Linked DNA regions of Drosophila melanogaster: regions 1 and 3 are each linked to region 2. The links are chromatin contacts, called in public Hi-C and HiChIP or PLAC-seq maps. All regions are on one chromosome and are shown on one strand. Each heading gives the region's core, a stretch centred on a gene start, on an enhancer-like site or on the middle of the called end of the contact. The rest is flanking DNA. Distances are from core to core; before and after follow the strand shown. Region 1 holds the start of X11L (X11L,). Region 2 holds the start of CG8568. Region 3 holds the start of chas (chascon).

Evidence for each region. Hi-C and Micro-C count contacts between places; a contact is called where the count stands out from the background. HiChIP or PLAC-seq counts read pairs in DNA pulled down with a chosen protein or histone mark.
Region 1: a Hi-C map of the Kc167 cell line shows a contact between it and region 2, with 4 times the contacts expected there. The contact joins the promoter of X11L here to the promoter of CG8568 in region 2. A contact is called at or near these places in 8 of 107 Hi-C or Micro-C datasets (the D17-c3 cell line, the Kc167 cell line, the S2 cell line and 2 more) and 1 of 6 datasets of contacts at active chromatin or transcription factors (the Kc167 cell line).
Region 3: a contact with region 2 is called in a CP190 HiChIP or PLAC-seq map of the Kc167 cell line, with 2.5 times the contacts expected there. The contact joins the promoter of chas here to the promoter of CG8568 in region 2. A contact is called at or near these places in 5 of 107 Hi-C or Micro-C datasets (the Kc167 cell line, embryo, larval central nervous system and 2 more) and 2 of 6 datasets of contacts at active chromatin or transcription factors (both in the Kc167 cell line).

The regions. Positions count from the first base shown.
Region 1 is chrX:17,598,171-17,601,170 of dm6, forward strand. It overlaps X11L (X11L,), which reads left to right and starts at 1,438. Exons shown (of 12, transcript NM_001298447.1): 1 at 1,438-1,509; 2 at 2,603-3,000. The coding sequence starts at 2,736. CG12991 reads left to right here. Exons shown (of 6, transcript NM_001272721.1): 5 at 1-20; 6 at 98-1,144. The coding sequence ends at 208.
Region 2 is chrX:17,450,879-17,453,793 of dm6, forward strand. CG8568 reads right to left here and starts at 1,665. Exons shown (of 2, transcript NM_132989.3): 1 at 1,165-1,665; 2 at 1-257. The coding sequence starts at 1,450.
Region 3 is chrX:17,697,223-17,700,215 of dm6, forward strand. It overlaps chas (chascon), which reads right to left and starts at 1,508. Exons shown (of 9, transcript NM_167574.2): 1 at 1,181-1,508. CG8188 reads right to left here. Exons shown (of 3, transcript NM_001298455.1): 3 at 1,695-2,993.

The DNA.
Region 1 (3,000 bases), core at 188-2,687, 150 kb after region 2:
ATAGCACGATGCGGGTGAGTGTAAGGATTCGTTGACCAATTGCCAGTGGCGCTTGAATGTCCTATGCACTAAATAGTTCTCTCTCTTGATTTTGCAGGACAATTCGGATGAGATGTACAGCCTGGACAACGACTCGTTTCTCAATTCGCTGGAGGCGATGACAATACAGAACTACTGGACGGATACGGTCAAACATACAAAGCTTTAATCTCCGGCCTTCCCCGTTGGAAGTCCAATCCCCTCTATCATTTATTGTACGTCTTTGGTTCGATTTCGATTACGATTCTGTTTCGTTTCGCTGTTAAAATTCCATTCCTGATTTGACAACCAGACATCATAATCATTAAGTAGCGTAGTTTTTAAGCGCGTGTATGTATTTACTAATGTTAGGCAACCAAACGAGCAACTAGTTTAAGCCCAAAACTACCAAAATTATGTTTAGTGTACGTGTAGATCCTAAGTGCGCAATGTTTTTGTTGGCCTTGACTGTTAGTTAAAGCCTTTCCCTAACAACTTCCCCACTAACCCGATTTTTGTAAACCAACCCATTGTACTCGTATCTGTTAGTTAATTATTAAACCTTATTTATATTGTTGACTATTTTATCGCCCTTCCCAACCCAAGTCTAATTTTAGAAAACACTATTTATTAAGTTTCCAACTTTGTGTCCAACAATTAAATGCAATCATTCCTTCCAGTTTAGCCTATAGAGCAACTTTACACTGTAATTAATGTATTAAAAGCGAAGCAAGCAAACAACAATTAAAAGAAAACATCACACAACCACACACCGGTGTTGCTAGAATTTTTGGGAAAATAATCCGTGTCTAATTCCTAACTTAATTCATTAAGTTTTCGATGGAAAAACAAAACTTGCTGTTAAAATTTTAATTGCTTGATAAATCTTGAACGAACGAATTATTATCACTGAAATTCTGGCAAGACTGCAAGAAATTGTTTCAATATACACAAATATATAAAACGAATTATAAGCTAACGAAGAACAAGAAAAACTGTTTACTGCCACACAATCCTTGTCAATTTTGCTCATCGAACTTTTATACACCACTTGTACTTGTACTATCCGTTCGAATGTTGCAAATATTAAACGAAAAACAAAACCCAGATGGAGTACATTAATCATTAAATGCTAAACTGATATTATTCGAAAAAGTGTTATCAATTGGCGCGGGAAATTCATCGTACAAGGAGTGTTGGAAAAGTAGACGGTACCGCGTAATTAGGGCAAGGTACAGGAGAAAGGGTAAAGTCAAGTAAAGCTGGGGTGGAGAAGGAAACATATTTAAATATGTTTAAAATGGCTTTTAGCACCTACTTAGGTACGAATTGAATAGTACCCTCTAACGCTGCTCAACACTGTCCGGCTGTTCGCTGTCGATAGCAATCGATAGGCCATCGATGTTCTAGCAGAGACTATCTATATTGCTGCCAATCGCTCTGCGCCAATCGAGTTGCTGAAGGAGTAGTGCAATAAATATGAATTAAATGGTAAATATAAAACCGCGACAGGTGTTGTTTTCGTGCCTATTTGCTGGCCGTGTTGTTGTTGCCGCCGTTTCAGTTGTTGTTGCTCGAGTGCGCTGCGTGTGTGCGTCGTTATGCGACGAGTGTGTGCATGAGTGTGTTGTGTTGTGCGGTGCCCCCACCAAAAAATAACGAAACGAAAAGCAAAGGAGCTGCAAAAAAAATACGACAAATCTATTGATTTTTAACAATACGCACATGGATAGATACACATAACGGTAACGGGGAGTTTGTTTTTTTCCCACGCCTCCAAAGTGCTGAGTGATTGCAACAATCGGCGACAACAAAGGGCTAGCACCAGCACCACCATCGCCCCCTGGCACCACCCACTTGCACCACCCACCACACATCCTTCAACCTTCGCGTGGGTGGTTGTTGTGTCTGGCTGCAGCTTCCTGCGTTTGTTTTGCCTGCGCGAGGACTTTTGGAGGCCAAGTTTACGTGTGCGCAATCAACCACGGACACGGTAGCTCCGGAACTCGGAAACTCGCAAGCTCGGTCAGTGGCAACCGCGGCGGGGGGCCCTAAAAAAGGTGTCCACATATAGACACATGGACAGGCAATAGTGGGTTAATTGCCCGCATTGATTGCGCTGGCCAGCCAGGGGGTCACCACAACCAGAGGTTACCAAACCAGTGCAGCAACAAACCGAAGCTCGAAACAATGGAATACTTATTATTAGCTAAACTCAATTACATTTAACGAGGTGAGCTAGGACCTGTAATAAGATACAAATACACATGAGAATGATTAGGGAATGATTGGGGCAAACCCAATTTAAAGCAATAGGCTTAGGTCCAAAAATAACAAATCAGCAATTTTATAGATTGGCATTTTACTGTGCTGGTTCCTGTTGTCCGTATCGCGTATGTCTAAACACACCCGGTAATCCAGGTATTTCTATGTCGATTTAAATATATAGTACGCAGCGGCAAGGTATCCAGCAAAAGTACGTCATCGACACGACCACCTGTCCCTGATTTTTTTCTGGGCTGAGCTGCAGCGCAGTGAATCATTGCCGCCTTAGATCATCGACTAATCATCCATTCTCCCCCAGGCAGTGGCCCACAGTGAGGCAGCAATCGCAGCAGCAGCAGCGGATGCAGCAGCAGCAGCACTAGAGCAGTAGTTGTAGTAGTATCGAAGCCGCAGTCCCTCATACCTGGAGAATCAAAGTTGTTGGTGCAGCCATGAACTCAAACTCCTGCAGTGACAGCAGTAACGAGTCCATGGTCAATCCACCGCACATACAGATGAACTTTGGCCAGCAGGCGCAGCAGCAGCAATCGCATCAGCACCAGCAGCAGCAGCAGCAGCAGGAACGTTATGTGTGGGAGATGCGAACCCGTAGCCCAAATGTGACGCCAGCCAGCACGGTGCTCAATTCGCCGGATCTCAATGGCGAGCTGTCCTACGTTCCGCTGCAGGGTCTTTCGCCATCGGGCGGAGGTGTTC
Region 2 (2,915 bases), core at 415-2,914:
GCACTGGAAATGCATCTCGAAGAGATCGGTGGTGGCCATCCGAACCACAAAGTCCATGCACATGTTTAGGTTGTTCCCAACCACTGTGACGTCGGTCATTTGGACGCACATGGCCATCGGTACACCCATCATGACGGGAATGCAGAAGGGCGCCGGATTGCGCACCGAGATTCCGTATTTCGAGGAGGGCCTGCCATTAAGAAAGACCTCCAGTTGGGCCTCCTCCAGATGCGGCACGAAGCTCACGTTGGCGCACACTGCAAACAGAGGCAAAATGGAAAGAAAACGTTGAGTCAAAATTACAGATAGGCACAACAATGAAACGATTCGATTCAATGAATGAAAGTGGCGGGTGGCAAACTGTCGACGAATCCCAGGCAAATGGTGGGTGCTGGGTGCTGAATGGTGGATGGTGGATGAGGCGATGAGGGGGTGGCCACCGCTGGAAGCGCCAACAATTTGTGGCATTTTGATTGGCAAATGCTGGCATGTCACGAAGCGAAGCGGAGCGAAATGGAAACCAAGCCAAACCACCGATCGCATTGTAGTCTCCGGCATGCGCCGCCAACCCGCGGCCAAGATCGGTTTCTTGGCCAAGGAAATCGGCCTGGAATCCAGCCGAAATCGCAGCCAAATATGTGTGGCCACCACCCGCAGGCCAGGAGCCACGATTCCGACCAGGCTAAGTGACGGCAAAGATCCCAATTTATGCATAAGCATATGGCCGACGGATTGATCCTACGGCGATTACTAACCTAGTGCCCATTAGTGTATATTAAGATATTAAGGCTAAATAGCATGCTGAAAATGAAAACCCATTAATGGTTTTCTTCACCAAATAAATAACAAGTGCACTGTGCAAAAAATCTACTAAATGCATATCCTTTCTCGCGTAGATATAATACATGTTATTCGTAATCAATGTTCTTGTTGGTTTCAAACCATAATAATATACATCAATACAAAACCATTTCTTTCTAAAGAAATGAGAAATATTTTTAACATTCTGAATTTGAAATTATAACTAAGGTTGTAATTTTCATAATGTCTCGAATGTCACACTGTTTCATATTACTAATCTCCTAATCAATAATCTACTAAACATTTAAAGTATTGCAATATTCTATTCCCCATTAATAGCTAACGAAGCATGGGCTTTCTCACCTTTCTGATCGAATCGGTACTGATCGACCTTGAGACCGGCGCAACATCCGCAGGTGGGTCCGCTGCACTCGCAGGGCTGGCCAAAGGTGGACCAGATGGACCCCTTTTCGGAGTACTTGACGCTGGCCAGATTTCGGCCCCTGGACACACTGACCGTGGGCGGTAGGTAGGGTCGGTGGGTCTTCAGTTCGTAGAAGATCAGACCGTTGCTGTAGCTGCGCGAGGATGTGTGAAGGGGGCACAGGATGAGCACAATGGCCGCGCTTAGGCAAATCCAGGGAATCATGGCCACTGTGGATGTCAAACTGCACACTGAACAAAAAACTGATGAACACTGAACAAAAAAGGGTGCTGCAACGCGTTTCAGGTATGGTATTGTGTGTGGTATTCTCTTGGCGAATTCCCGGATCACTTCACGATTAACGGTAACGGTACAGCCGTGGCAATCGCAATCCAATGGCAATGGCAATTCAACTATTATTCCAGTGGAGCAATGACAACCGCTCGCGATCGACGACAATTAAATATTAAAACGCTGAACGCGACGAGCGTTAGCTTAAAAATGAAATGGAAACCGCCGCCCGAATAAGTGGACGTCGACGTCGACGGCAGCGACTGCGACGGCGAGCGCGGCAGAGGCCAAAATGTTGCTGCTGGGGGGACACCGCAGCAACAGCAGCACCACGCAGCAGCAACAGCAACAGCAGCCGCAGCAGCAGCAATATCCAACGGCAGCGCGGCAGCCTCGTTAAATTGTCGCTCGTTGCGGCTGTTTGCTGTTTTTGCGGGCAAACCATTTGTACACTACTCGAAAAAGGGTAGCACAGTCCAGTGAATAGCTTTGTACATTCCGATATGCTTAAGAACTTCAAATAGTAAAATCCTTATAATTCTACTCTAACAAATATTGAGTATCATAATCAAATGTATATTCAGTTGAAATTAAATAAAGTATTATATATATTTAACAAACAAGATATTTAAATAATATATAATTATAATATAAAATATATAATATATAAATTCTTTATAATAATTATGTATATAACCCAATAATATATATTCTTAGTATTATTAAGTTTATGATCCTATTTTATTTGTGATTTGGTTTAATTTAAAACTTTTCTTATGATTTGCATTTATTTCACTTTGCGACTTGAATTTTTTTGGCAGCATGGTTTGTTTTTTAAAAAATATTATTATTTTTATTTAAAAATCCATAGTTGTTTAAACATATCCTAACTCCCTGATTAGGGTATTCCATATTCGCATTGATCTCAGACGATTTAGTTCTTATCAGCAGCGGCGAATCGCCAATTTCTGTTGTTGCTGCTGCAACCATTTTTTTTTTTTTTTTGTATTCCTCTTTACTATTGTTGTTACTGTTTCTGTTACTGTTACTGCTGCTGTTCGTGCAGTTGCAGTTTTTACTGTGGCAGCCGCTTTGTTTATTTGTCTTTTAAGCCGATGTTGCTGCTGTTGCTGCTTTGCTTTGTTGCGTGCGACGAGCGGTTTTTGTTTTTTTGTCGTATTTCGGGTGACAGTGACAAGAAAATTGCGGCGATCGTGACTGGCTGGGAAAGCCAAAAACAACAAAATTCCACACTCCCTGCCGCATTTGTTGTTGCTGCTGCTGCTGCTGCGTGGTGTTGTTGTTGTTACGCAAAGCACTTGAGGCAGGTCATGGCCCCATGGACAAACCGAAACCCTCCACTCGACTCGACTCCACTCCACTCGTTTTTCGAACTGGG
Region 3 (2,993 bases), core at 258-2,757, 250 kb after region 2:
GAACTTGTCGGTTTGTCGTACCTGTAACCACAGTGCAGCATTCCTAACGCGATCCTCGCCTTGAATGAACGAACTCGATTCGATTTCATTGAGTAAAACGAATAGTTTGCTGAATGAAGTGATTAACGAACTAATAAAAATGTATTTATTGGCTAGTTTGTTCGATCAAATCAATCATGAATTTATAGAGCTGTGGACCATCAATAAAGCCTGCTAGAAGTATCTTAATGGAATATTCATATTCATTAGAGATGAAAATCTCTTCAGAACTTGAAGCTAGGACTTCATCCCTGGGTTCCACTGTGATCCCAAAGCATATGCAAAACTTATTGGGGCGATCGTAACGAAAGCAATAACAGTAACAACGAAAAACAGGGCTAACTGATTCAGCGTCATCGATGTGCGTTAAACTCAATTCCATTCCACTAGAATCCACCAGAATTTAATTCGTTCGGATTTGTGCAGCTAATGGCAAACTACCCACGTACACTGACTATATATGCACCTTATAAACCGTATCACGTAGCCGCACTTATACGGATCTGTTCTAGTTAGATCTTAGACCGCGATGAGAATGATACACAGGCGCCCTCTGTTGAAAAGGTTATGTTTTCGAGATTTTACATTAGATACATATGTTATATTTATATAATAACTTTACATTTACACTTATTTCGAAGAAAACTTTTCAAAGGTATCCAGTTTTCTGATCACTTAACACCACTGGTCATCAGCAGATCGCGCATATTATCGATCAGTTAACAAAAACAAAAAAAGAAAAACAAACAAGTCAAGAGTTTGAGAGTTGTGGACAAACGTGTGGTTGGTGAGGGGCCGGGGTATTGGCCAATTAGCCAACATACACACACATTGGCCAACAGATGTTTCTAAAAAGGCCAATAGGGCGTCATACGAGCCGCTATAAGGCAGTGAAAACACGCGCTTTTCGCTCTTTTCAGCGGGAAATTGATATCCTTGCAATGTTATCACGTGACAAAGGGCCAAAATCATAGGTTACAGGCTGAAAGTGTGATTTTGAACAGACTTTTTGGCCAGATTTATGTGGAGATATTATGGGGATATATTGTGATATTTATTAGCAGGAACGCGGCAAAAGCACAACAACAATGCAATAAACACAGTGCATCCGATGGGCACTCACACACACACACAAACTCACACGCGGACATTTGGAGCCGAAGAGAGGATCGAATCGAATCGAATCGGATCGGATCGGATCGCGTTGTTTTTGTTATTTTGGAGCAGCAGCCCCAGCCAAATGGTTTGTTGCCAGATTCACAACTGATCTACCTGCTTGGCTTTGCTTTTGCCGTTTGTTATTCGCTGTTCAGTTGTTGTTGCTGCTGCTGCTGCTTTGGCTTTTGGCTTTGGCTATAGCTTTAGCTGAAATTGGCGATCGCCGCTCCCTCTTGGCCCCGCCACTCCCTCCCCCGCCCCCTTCCATTTGCCGTCACTGCCGCAGCGATCGGCATTTTCCATTTTGCGGTCGGTCCATCTGCTGGCCATTCATTCAAGTCCGACTTCGGAGAGCACGAGAGAGCGCCAAGCGCAAGTCAGTCCGAACAATCGAAATCGAACTCAGTCCGAATCTGAATCGTAGTCCGGAGAGAAGCAATACCCTAACTTCGGAGCAGGACAAGCCGCTTTGCGATCAGTTTTGTTTATTGAACCAAAGAATCTAATCGTTTTTAAGATTGGTAACTTGTTTATTGGAATTTACTTGTAATTTGTTTAAGGTTTAAAGAAAACCATTAAATGTTTAAAGTTAAAAAATGTATATGAATGTTTAATGTTTGTCCGTTTCTTAAACACAAAAATATCCTAAAAATGTATATTCAAACCCTGAAGTATATTTTTTTAATTTATGGATCCTTGCACGTGCGAGCAGCCAACTACTCATTAAAGGGTATTTCTGATTCGCCGTCCCTGCGAGATTCTGACTCTCTGCTGTGCGACAATATTTGGTTCGAGCGACAAGTTGACTGAAGGTTAGACCCGATCCGATCCGATCGGATTGGAATGTTGGCCCGTCTCGAAAGCGTTGGCGGTTAGACAAAGCCAGCTAGAGGCGGTGGGAGCGAGAGGGGCAGAGCCGCACACACCTACTCTCAAATGAGAATGTTAGTTTATCGGTGTTAGTTTTGCGAGTGTCTCATGATATTTCGCAGAATCGCGGGAATCGAGAAACTCCCCAAAACACAAATAAACTCTTCCGGTGGACAGTGGGCAAAATAAATAAATAAACTGTAAGGGATGGGGGGAGGTTGAGTGGAATTGTATGGAACGAAGCGGAACTAGGAAATGTTATTGTTATTGGCACGCGCGACGTGATCTGGAAAACTAAACTACTGTGCACGGTAAAAATTGAATGATCTGTATTGAATATTCGAATTCTAATGAAATGCATGTAAAGTGTAGTTTTTTACTTTAAAACTACATACATACATACATATGTATATTACTTACCTAAAACCAATTTCAAAAACACCTTTTCAAACTCCCTCTACGCACAAGTATCTGAATTTTTTGTAATTTTCTGGAATTTTATTCTTTTTTATTGCTTTTTACTCTTTGCCCTCGTTTTGTGTGTGTTTGTTGTGTGAGCTTCAAAAGGATGTTCGAACGAAAGGAGGGAGAGAGAGCGAGAGAGCAGCGGGCGTGTAGAATACCGGCGACATAGCAAGCGAAAGGACGAGGATACGGATATCCCATGCACTTATCACCGTGCCATTGCTTTCCAATCCGCTCCAGGCCATTCCATTCCGATCCGATTCGCGTCGAGGGTTTGACAATTTGGAAGCACTTAAAACTAAATCTCTACAGAATGTGCAATCAATCTTTTACAGTATTTCTTTAATAATTTTATGTATTTTTCGTGATTTGTGTGGGTTGGATGCATGGGTGGTGTGTGTGTCCTTTGTGTATCTTATGCCTAAGCAGGACAATTGAATGTAACGAATCGAAATTTTATT